Linked DNA regions of Mus musculus: regions 1, 2 and 4 are each linked to region 3. Evidence: chromatin contacts called from public ChIA-PET, Hi-C and HiChIP or PLAC-seq data. All regions are on one chromosome and are shown on one strand. The core of a region is the stretch at or near the end of the contact, and the rest is flanking DNA. Distances in the headings are between cores, read along the strand shown.

Region 1 (2,700 bases), core at 162-2,661, 390 kb before region 3:
TAAGAGCCCTGTTTTCAAGAACTTGAGCAAATGAAGCCAACAAATAAATAAGCATTACTATACTATTGTGTTAAATGCTATGACTGATAACGTGGGACACAGAAAGAGCTGGAGTACACTTCAGAGGATGCTCAGTTCTTCCTGGGCTAGGACATGAAGCAGAGGTCTGAGCATGGTGAGCTGTTTGAATAGGGGACTCTTCTAGACAGAAACCCAGCAAGGAAGGCAGTAACAGATACAACGAGGATGTGAAGAGACCCAAATTCACTGGTCATCAGAGATGAGAGCTGAAGTAATGATAGACAACTTGCAAATACCAGACTGAAAAAAGAGAGGTCAATACCAAACAGGCAGCCCACTTAACCATCACAGGCACCTGACACCAAGCCTCACAAAAGAGGAGTCCAAATCCTTGGACCCACATGGTGAAGGAAGAGAGCTGCCTCCCATGAGTGGTCCTCTAACCTTCACACACATGCTGTTACATGTGAAATCACACACACACATACGTGCACGCACACAAAAATAAATAAATGAATCAATCAATCAAACAAACAAACAATGTGATGAAAATATTTTCTTAAATGCCAAGAATCAATGAAAAGAAGAAGAGAGATGCTGTCTGTTATAAAACAGAGTAATACAGGTTGAGTATTCCTAGCCCAAAAATGAAATGTGCAGACGAGAGATGACTCCGCAGGTAAAGGTGTGATTTCTATCAACCATATGGCCAACAACCCCCTGTATATAACTCCAGTCGCAGCTGATCCAACACCCTCTTCTGACCTCCTCTGATACTACAGACATGTGGTATACAGACATACAGACAGACAAACCACCCATCATAAAAATAAAATAAAATAAAATAAAATAAAATAAAATAAAATAAAATAAAATGAGAGAACAATTCATCTGAAGTGCCCCAAACTGTGGGATATACTAACATATTTCCATTAACAGAAAATACCACATGTGTTTCATATGATGACTTAATGTCAAAATGCTGCTACACTAAAACTACTGCTTAAATCACCTTTTAGGTTATATGCTTAATATGAAAAATAATTAAACTTCATACTTACAAATGAGTCTCATCCCCAAATTATCTCAAATGTATATACAAATTGATAGACGTTTCAGGCAACTAAGATGGCCACTCCAAAGAACCAGATGAGAAGTCAACAAGTACAAATTATGAACTATGTACACACTGGGCATTAAAAATTCTCAGATCTGCTTCAAAATTTTCAAGTTTGTAGATGTAGGTCTGTGAAGGAGAGGCTGCCAAGGACAGGAGCAGTTAGTAAGATATAGAAGAAAACTGGCTGAGCTGCAAACAAGGAGCTTACAGAACCAATCATGAAAGTCCTTCAGAGTAGTCTCTACGTGTGTAAAGGCTTTCACTTTCCTTATCAGCTATTTTAAGGTGTTGTGAGGAAAAAAAAAACCACAAGATCTTTAGCAAGACACCATTTATATAAACATGTACACCACCATAACTTTTTTATTTTTTGTTTTGTTTTTGTTTCATTTTGTTTGATTTTGAGATGAGGTCTCAATATGCAGCCCTGGCTGCCCTGGAACTTTCTATACAGAGCAGGCTGGCCTCAAACATAACAGAGACCCACCTGCCTCTCTGCCTCCCAAAAGCTAGGACTAAAGACACATGTGTGCCACACCATACATTTTTTAAATACACAGGCATCTCTCATCAAACACCTCTATGAATGTCAATCAATAGAAGCAGCAAATGAGAATGGAAACAAGGTGAGAACATTTTAAACAAGTTAAATAAGGCAAGACCTTATACTACTAAAGCTAACAGCATGCTAGGAGCTCAATAGAAACCCTGAGCAAATGCTCATGGTCACAACTAGATCTTACTTAGAAGAAGGGCTTGTCCTACGCCACATCTTCCACCCACTAAATTACAAGACCCAGGCTGGCCAAAAAGCACTCCAGAAGTCAAACTGCAGAGAGTGGAATAGTCCAAACTCAGAAATGCTCTCAATCCAGCATGTGGGCTACCAATCCAGCATGTGGACTACCAGTCCAGCATGTGGACTACCAGTCCACACATGGATGAAAGAGGAATCAAGCCCAGAACTAGACCTGCCCCTTTGACCGTAGCAATAATCCACTGTTGTAATTTAAAGCTGAACACCCCTGCTGGAATTCAAGCTTCGTAAAATAGTATTTAGTCCCACAGTGCCACTACTCTTGGCAACCACAGAAGCAGTTAAATGCTACATAGCTTAAATACTGCCCATCACCTTCATGAGCTTCCAAAGAATGCCCTACTGTTCTTCAATATAGAAGCTCTCTTGTGCTCATGCTAGGCGTCTTTGCTTCTTTCAGATGAACACAATATTTTTAAATACCATTAGTTTCTCCAAAAAGAATTATCCTCTACCTGTCTTTTTCTATTTTTATTTGCACCCTACATTTCCTACCAGGTCAGTATTCAGAACCTTCCATGGCATGAATGAATGAACCAAGTCCCACAGCGACTGCAAGCAGTTTCCCTGATGACTTCAGCACACAGACTTTTCCTTCTTTAATTTCTTTTTCACTTACTCTGTGCACCATTCAATTAGCACCTTATTATACTAACACCTCGTTTAACCAGCATCATTGGGAAAGCAAAGTGTTCATCAGAAGTGAATTTTCCAGACAACATAAGCATTAATTTAGAAGGCA
Region 2 (2,700 bases), core at 81-2,580, 420 kb before region 3:
TCCTCCCTCATGAATCAGGGAGATTTCCAGAAGAGGGGACAGAAAGATTGTACCAGAGGTGATGGATCACCCCAAGAAAATTGTGTCTTCCTGATAACAGGATTAACACACATATGAACTCCCACAATATGTGGAAGCATGCATTGCCTCAGCACAGGTTCGAGTCAGACAGCGTCCCAGATCTCACTGTGTAACCACACTCACGCTCAGCAGTAGATGCTCAACACAAAAAACACTCATAGGTGTTTTATAGATTTTTGCCTCATATCACTTTGGTTTGGTTTGATTTGGTTTGGTTTTTTGTCTTAATGGTCTTTTGCTTGTACAGTTTCCAATCTTATGACTTCAGAGGTTGTGTGTGTGTATGCATGTGTGCATGCATGTGCACTTATGTGTTTCTTGTGTTTTTTTCTTTGTTTTTTTTTCCTAGTTTTGTTTGCTTTGTTTACATGTTGGTTTTCTAAAGAGAAAGAAAGAAAGGGTATGGATATGGATGGATGGGAAGGTGGGGAAGATTTGGGGAGAATTGGAGGAAGGGAACCTATGATTAGGATATATTGTATAAAATTTTAATTTGTGGGCTAGAGAGATGACTCAGCGGTTAAGTGAACTAGCTGCTCTTCTAGAGGTCCTGAGTTCAAATCTCAGCAACCACATGGTGGCTCACAACCATCTGTAATGGGATCTGGTGCTCTCTTCTGGTGTGTCTGAAGACAGCTACCGTGTACGTAAAACAAATAAATAAATTTTTTTTCAAAATTAATTATCAATAAAAATTTCAAAAACAGTTTTTACAAAATTAGTCTTTACATTGTTTTATTATTCAAACTAATTTTTGTAGCATTTCATTTTTAATATACTTTTTTCTCAAATACTAAAGATACTAGAAAATATAAGTAGTCATTAAAATTAATCAGGTAATCACTAGTAGAGTATGAATGAATGAAGAAAATAATCTTAATGTATTAATAACACACCAACAGAAATCACATTATAGTTAAAAAGGTAAGATTGTGGCAAGGTAAGCTTCATCTTCCATATTGCACAAAGCAACAAATGCAGTCTGCAATATTCAATAAGCACCCAATGAATAGTTCTAAATGTGGGCATTTCACCTATTTCTAAATTTCTTGATTTACACCAGTTTTAAAAACAATGGTCCAACCCATCTATAAAAAGTACAAGAAGGCCAAAACTGCCCTGTTTAACAATGCTTTCATCAACAGGAAGAGCACTATGGCAACAGTGAACAGGAACTTCAGTTCTTTCTGTTGCTCTGATAAAACAGTCGCCAGCCAACTGGAGGATAGATTGCAGGCCTCCACTGAAGGCATCAGGGCAGGCACTCATCGGGAGCAGAGGGTGGAACCATAGAAGAGTGCTGCTAAAGGTGCTCTCCACACCTGCTCAGCTTCCTGTCTTCCACACCCATGACCACCTCCCAGGGCTGGGCCCTTCCTTATCAATCATTAATCAAGAAAATGCCCCCCAGAGATAGCAGCAAACCAAGCAGAGGGAGACAATTCCTCAGGTGAGGTTCCTTCTTCCATGGCAATTCTAGTTTGTGCCAGATTGACCAAAACAAGCCAGCAAAGAGAGCAAGAGGCATCCACTCAAACGGTGCATGCAGCTGCTAAGATCCACAGCTGGATTTTATTTTTGTGAGAAAAGGGGGCTAATTCTTCAAAACAGAGTCCAACAACCTTTATAACCTTACTCTGCCAGGAAAGTTTGAAAGTGAAACAAAGAAGTACTGCATGCCAGAGAAAAGACTACCACTGGGCACAGGAACAGCCCACACTAAGTTTGGTGTTGAGGTTTGCTCTGTTGCTATGTATGTTAATGCTAAATTCTACACAGAGGGTCTAGGCCTACAAGTGAATTATCTTGTTTACCAGCTTTTTTGTTGTGCAAACCTTGTTCCTTAAATTAAAACTACTGCTTAAATAAAAATGGCTACAGCCAATTACTGGAGGGATTAAAGATAGGCAGGTTTTGAGTTGCCAGGTGGAGAAGGAGAAGGAGGAGGAGGAAAAGGAAGAAGAGGAGGAAGAGGAGGAAGCAGGAGGAGGAAGAAGAGGAGGAACAGAACAGGAAGAGGAGGAGAGTGAATAGAGAGGAAGACACCATGGGATCGGGGATGAAAACATGGCCATGAGGGCTGGCCAATTGAAGTAAAAGTGCCTAGGAGGAACATAGCAAGTTATAACGTGGGATTTGATAGGGAAGTAGATACCAATAGCTTAGAGGGCGGATATCTAACGCTGTTAAGGGATATTATAATGTAAAGGTTTTGTGTCTTTTATCTGGGTACTGAATGATCAAGGGCCGGGTAGAAAACCGCAATTGATATTAATTTTACCCAACATTTCAGCTATGGACACCAATGTCCATTGGTTTAGCCAGCTAAACTAATATAGCGCCTGGCCTCAAGTACAAAGACCTTACCATGACTGTATAAAGTATTACCTTGAGAAGAACTGAGATCAAAACAGAAAAACCAATGCTAACGTCCAAATAAACAACTGCTGAGTATAATGGAAGATCAAGTGATCATTACTGCAAAAATCAAGTGTCTTTGAGTAGCCATTCTTCAATCCTCTCATAAAAAATAAATAAGTAAAATAAAATTTTGCTAAAACTCTAAAAATTTGCCAGGAACCCCTAGATCAGCTGATGCAACCTACTACTTTTACCCTG
Region 3 (2,700 bases), core at 174-2,673:
AAGACATCTGAATATAACACTGTATCCAGTTAAAGATATATTTGTTTCCGAATGTCTGGTGTTTATTGGTCTTGTAGGTGTTTTGAAACAAGCATGGTACTGCAGATTTGTCTTGCGTTGATTTATGTTGCATCAGTCTGGAAAGAACTAGCTGCTATAACAAATACCCAATAAAGTCAGTGTTTGACACCACCATGCATTTGCATGTGATGACATCATCAGAGGTGGAGCCTCAATGGATTTTCCACAGAATTTCACTGGTAGTTTGCTCTATAATAATTACTGACTACTTGGACAACTGAATTACCATAAGGAATGAGCAAGGTGTAGCTGTTTTTTAATACTATATTTCCATTTTATAACAAACCACATCTTAAGTTTTTATGCTCATTCATCGTTTATATGATGGTAAATTAAAATAAATCATGTTTTGAATAATTTTCTTGCACACTTCAAGATGTCTTTTTGGATATTGTCTAAGCCTGCTAACTTGTAGCTCCAGAACCTTGTTGCCTCATTAATAAAGCACCGAATAACTTAAAGTGAAATGACTCATTGTATAGCAAAGAATCGCTGTTAGATCTTCTGAGCTGTACGTTTTTTCTATAGTCATGTATGTAACTGTAGATTTCGGTGAGGATGCCCTCTGAACACTAGAGGACATATTTGTGAGCTGAAAGTCCACATTTAAATCTCAGGATTGGACAGTCTTGCTCAAAAGATACAAGCTCAGCAGTTTCAAGGCTGGATGACAGCGAGTCTGGAAATTAATAACCTTCTGTACTCTACTCTGACCTGCGTCTGCCATCTACTCTGTGCCTGGCTGCTGTGGTCCCATGGCACCTCACCTGAGGGAGAAGCACCCACTCATTAGCCAGTCTCTCTGCTCTGGGCATCTACAGAGGTAAATGTCAAGAATTTTAGTATAGGAATGACAGCAGCACCCATTATACCCTATACCCTTGTTCTTGTTCACTCAAAAGCGCTTAAAGAAAACCAGTTTTCCCCATACGCAGAAGGGTTAAAAGGGCTGCTGTACTCTTGCACATCCCCTCGCCACACAAGCAAAGAGTGGGGTAAACAGTTACGGAAACGGAGCCAAATGTACACGTTGTTTTTCCTATCTGGCTTTTTCTGACTAGCCTGGTGCTTTTAATATTGCTGCACTTCATCTTCATGGATAGTGTGCACAAAGCCTTAATTTCCAGCACAGAAGGATAATGGCTCAGTGATCATTGGCTTTCTCTAAAACACAACCGAACATAAGCCAGGAGGCTGAGAAAGGGAGCTGTTCTTTAAAATGGCCTTGAAATGGTGTATGCAGTCAGGTGGCTGTGACGCTTGTTCACCACAGTGTGGGGTCTTTTTCCACGGCACACCTCAGGGACTTAAAGTGTACCTCACCCGGTTGGCCGGGGAATTGTAGGCAGCTGTATACTCACTCACACAGTGTTGGAGACAGCCGCAGCAGCACCGTGTCAGTAACAGAGGATGTTCCCTCCTGCCCACTTCTTAGCTACAGAAACCCACTGGCCTGTGGTGTTTTGTTGTTTCAGCTACAAGGGTGAGATCTCCTTTAGCCTGCTAGGCAAGGGAGGTTTTAGAATAGAGGTAAAAACTTATCAAACAGCTGTTTGTTTTAAAATAGGACATTGATCTTTAACAGTGGTGTCTGTACTGATCTTAGGTTAATCTTATTATGTTATCTTTTAAAAAGTCATCATAACTAACATCATAGTTTGTGTGTGTGTGTGTGTGTGTGTGTGTGTGTACAGAATAGCTGCAGGTGTGAACAATCACTCCCTGGCCCCTAGCTTGTTTTATTTAATTTTTTTTTCTGTGATCAAGCAGAGAACCATTTTAAACAACTGAAATGGAGGACATAAGGAAGTAACAAAGAACAGTCTGAGAGTTAGTGCTGTGCTAAGTGGGGGACCCTTCTCCAACTTCGTGTGATGGCATGCTGTATAGAAAAGGCTCTTTCAGCAAGTGTTTAGGAAAATATGTTCCAAAAGATCTGCATAACATTAGTGTAACCAAGTGTTCCTCTCTGTGGCTTCCTGTTTTGGAATTAAATGCCTTCAGGGTACTCAGAATAACTCTGTTTAGAAACACAAGAAGAGTTTAACCCCTTATGTTCCTGATCAGACTTTTAAAACATAAACATGAATTAGAAAGCAAAAGGACCTTATTCTGTTCTATAGCTCAAAAAATTCACTCTAAAATAAGAAGAGTTTTTACATAAAGTTGGTGGTTTAGTTAAAAAGCAAAAACATAAACAAAAATTATCATTAGAACAGTGAGGTCAGTTTTCTTTCTTTATAAACAGTTTTTAAAGACAATCCTTTTCCTATAAGTGGGTAATTTCCGCATGAGTTCACGGTGAGTTCCTAGCCTGGCTGTTCCCAGAAAGTGCAGGGTACAAGGAAGCTCAACCTGGGTGTCTTTCTTTGTGCTGTTTGAGTTCCCTGTTCTTGAATTGCTGCTGCAAGCCAGCAGAGGGAGCACCCAACAGTATTAGAGCTTAATAAAGCATCACATTTTCCTCCTTCCCCGTCATTAAAAACGATGTCTACAACCAATCATCCATTGATTATATATTTTCACTGTGTCGATTCAAGTGTAAATATGTTGCTTTTTAAAAGGGAGACGTAAAGGGACCTTATTTATGCAGTTCGCTTCTGTAAACCTTCATTAAAT
Region 4 (2,700 bases), core at 48-2,547, 290 kb before region 3:
TTCTGTGAAGGTCATTAACCTTTCCGTCTGTCTGTTGATGTAAGTCAGCCTTTTCTAACAAGTATCCTTCCCACAAATGAAATAAAAATCTACATTAATTTCAGTTCTAAAGTGATATGTTCAGCATAGACGTGATTTTGTACAAAGAAAGGACAGAGAGAGAGGAGGGGGAGGGAGAGGGAGAGAGAAGGAAGGTTGGAAGAAATCTTGCTTGTAAACACTATATTCCACTTGAAAATTTAATACTTCATTACAGAAGAGATACTTAATGTTAACCAAGGCATCAGTAAAACAATAAAACCACCAAGCAAAAGATTCCTAAAAGACTTTTAATTCTCTGATAGAGATAACTGGGTATAATTGCTTTATATAAAAACATGTATTTGGTCCAACATGCCCCTAGTATTATCAAAAGTTTACTTTTAAAAAGATAGAGAAAGGTTGGGAGGCTATGGTTTAAATATATTCTACAATTTTAAAATTTAATTTTACACACTGCCATGCTGTTCCATTACATATGCAGGAAAGGGAAGAAAAATGTTTTTCAGAGTTGAAAAAAAATTAATCCACATTTCTTGGCATCGACAGATAATGTTATATTTAAAATATACATATATAATGTGAGACCCATTATCTAATAAAAGTCACGAAATCTAGCATGTTCATTTTGTGTCTTATAATAATTGGAAGTTGATCAAAGAAAACTACTTCCATTTTTATGACATTGTTGCTATTTTTGTGGACAAAAATTTTAAATGTATGATAAAAATCCAATATACAATAATTGAAACATACAGTCCAACCTCACAGAGCTTTGATAAATCTGTTCATTCCTGGCCATTTTCAGTGTTGCTATAGTGAACAGTGTTGACAAGTGGCTGAAAAAAGCTTATAAATGGAATTCAGATCATAGATAAAACCGAACAGAAACTATCTTGTAGCATTTCTGCATGTTGGGAGGCCTGGTTTGTGCCACAGATGGCCATCTCCCAATAATACATAAAACACTTCTTTCTGGAGCCCAGCACACATTGTTGAATGCACAGGTCATTTGAACAGAACAATAATTCAATTCTCTTAATAATGATCTCACGAGGAGCCAACACAGACACAGGGTGATGCTGTTAGAAGAAAAGAATTGTACCCGAGTTTGAAAAATTAAATTCTTAAAAAGCCACCATGCTCTCTTGTCAAAATAGCACCTAAATGTATGCAGTGTTTAGAGATGAGGCAAGCTCGCTGAGTTTATTTTAGTCGCTTGAATTATACTGCTGTGTGTCTGCGCCATGCTTCTTCAGTCTTCGAGCTGGAAGCTTTCCGGGGAGGGTCAGTAATGGCCACTGAGCCCTCTGTTGGCTTATTGGCTGAGCTCACTGATGAGGAAACCTTGAGTTCGTCACTTTCTCTTCTCTAATTGCTGAAGTGGCCGTCACTGAAGATGACAGAGCGTTTCTGAAGGACACATGGGAATCATTAACCAGCCCAATAAAATGATCTATTTATGTAAGTAACAGTTATTATAACCTCACCCCCCCATGGCCATATTTCTCTAGAACTTTTGTTTTTTTTAATTTTTAAGGCTACTTTTGTTCAAGCTTGTAAGACTTAGGATCCTGGAGTCCCTATGTTAGCACTGATGAATGAACTCAGCCAGGAAAAAGCAGACCTAGAGGACCTCCAGCATCTGCATGATTCTCACTTCTGACACATGTGGAATGCAGCTCCCCCCCCCCTCCCGTCCTACTCCCCTCCCTCCCTCTCTCTGTATCCCTCTCTCTCCTCCTTTGTCTTTCTTCCATTTCTCCCCTCTCCCAATTTTCTATCCTTCTTTCCCTTCCTCTACTTTCCCCATCGTTTGTTTTTTGACAGGTAGGTTATAGAGCCCAGGCTGGCCTCAAACTCAGAAGCTTCCTGCCTCAGCACCTCAGATTATATGAAGCCATGCTGCTATGTCCGGGTCAGGATGATCAGCTTTCTATATCTAGCACTAAGTCTAATGCTACTGAAATGATGCGCCTTATTGTTACAGATTTAGCTGTTGCTATCGTGTTGCCTTTGTTAGCTTCATTTGCTAATGAATCAAGGTCTTTAAATATGCCGAGTGTTGGACTGAAAGATCTTTAGTTTTTAGGATCTCATTCTAAACTTGAACTGAGGAGTCATCTAAAACAAATGGACGTGCAAAAAGCAAATAGAGCGAAATGACAAGAACAAAATGGAAAAACAAACAAAACCCAGGAATAATATTGATATAAAACTATTCAAATTATTAACTTAATATTATATGGCTTATATAAAGTCTTACAATGACTGTTTTATAATTGAATAGGTTAATTAAAAGTTTTCCATCCACCTGCCCTTGTAGGCTTGAAAAAATTGAAATCTTTCCTATAAAATAGTACTTTTATGCCTGGGAAGCCCATTGCCCTGTAGGACCAGCCTCTGCCCTGCCATGTCAGCTTCTATGATGGTGCTTTTACCTTCTCAGAAAAGTAGAAAGAAGAGTACTCATTCAATTTGTCCGTGAAACAATGGTCAGGGCAGGGTGTTGGGGGGGGGGAGATGTACAGTGATGCTGGAAGGAAGAGGGGGAACACTGCCTTCCACCTGCCTGGCAAACCACACAGCTTTAAGGCCCTCCCCTCATCTCACTGACACCTCTCCCAGAAAGCATAACCCTGCCTCTAAAAAGACATTGCC

Evidence for each region. A called contact is a pair of places that touch in the nucleus more often than the background predicts. ChIA-PET counts read pairs in DNA pulled down with a chosen protein or histone mark. HiChIP or PLAC-seq counts read pairs in DNA pulled down with a chosen protein or histone mark.
Region 1: a contact with region 3 is called in an H3K27ac HiChIP or PLAC-seq map of regulatory T cell precursor, with 10 times the contacts expected there. The contact joins two enhancer-like sites. A contact is called at or near these places in 2 of 484 Hi-C or Micro-C datasets (cerebral cortex and uterus) and 6 of 115 datasets of contacts at active chromatin or transcription factors (double positive thymocytes, effector CD8 T cells, large pre-B cells and 3 more).
Region 2: an RNA polymerase II ChIA-PET map of memory CD8 T cells shows a contact between it and region 3, with 5 read pairs. The contact joins two enhancer-like sites. A contact is called at or near these places in 3 of 115 datasets of contacts at active chromatin or transcription factors (double positive thymocytes, large pre-B cells and memory CD8 T cells).
Region 4: a contact with region 3 is called in a Hi-C map of cortical neurons, with 2.8 times the contacts expected there. The contact joins the promoter of A830009L08Rik here to the enhancer-like site in region 3. A contact is called at or near these places in 2 of 15 datasets of contacts at CTCF or cohesin (large pre-B cells and pro-B cells), 12 of 484 Hi-C or Micro-C datasets (DN3 thymocytes, LSK cells, cerebral cortex and 8 more), 15 of 115 datasets of contacts at active chromatin or transcription factors (the NIH/3T3 cell line, astrocytes, cardiomyocytes and 10 more) and 1 of 9 other capture datasets (embryonic stem cells).

What each region holds. Positions count from the first base shown.
Region 1 is chr13:91,483,157-91,485,856 of GRCm38.p6, reverse strand. All of the region lies in intron 1 of Ssbp2 (single-stranded DNA binding protein 2), which reads right to left. Among named protein-coding and RNA genes, the nearest start is that of Ssbp2, 23 kb to the right of the region's middle. Within about 2 kb of position 1,411, at least 64 of the 459 cell types and tissues checked have an H3K27ac peak or open chromatin away from gene starts, as enhancers often do. A contact at or near this core is called in double positive thymocytes, effector CD8 T cells, memory CD8 T cells and 2 more, where this site is marked.
Region 2 is chr13:91,508,286-91,510,985 of GRCm38.p6, reverse strand. The region is part of intron 1 of Ssbp2 (single-stranded DNA binding protein 2); the gene reads right to left. Among named protein-coding and RNA genes, the nearest start is that of Gm41016, 24 kb to the left of the region's middle. Within about 2 kb of position 1,330, at least 83 of the 459 cell types and tissues checked have an H3K27ac peak or open chromatin away from gene starts, as enhancers often do. A contact at or near this core is called in double positive thymocytes and memory CD8 T cells, where this site is marked.
Region 3 is chr13:91,093,129-91,095,828 of GRCm38.p6, reverse strand. The region is part of intron 3 of Atg10 (autophagy related 10); the gene reads left to right. Among named protein-coding and RNA genes, the nearest start is that of Atg10, 130 kb to the left of the region's middle. Within about 2 kb of position 1,423, at least 129 of the 459 cell types and tissues checked have an H3K27ac peak or open chromatin away from gene starts, as enhancers often do. A contact at or near this core is called in DN3 thymocytes, cerebral cortex, cortical neurons and 12 more, where this site is marked.
Region 4 is chr13:91,386,682-91,389,381 of GRCm38.p6, reverse strand. A830009L08Rik (RIKEN cDNA A830009L08 gene) reads left to right here and starts at 1,297. Exons shown (of 3, transcript NR_045161.1): 1 at 1,297-1,503.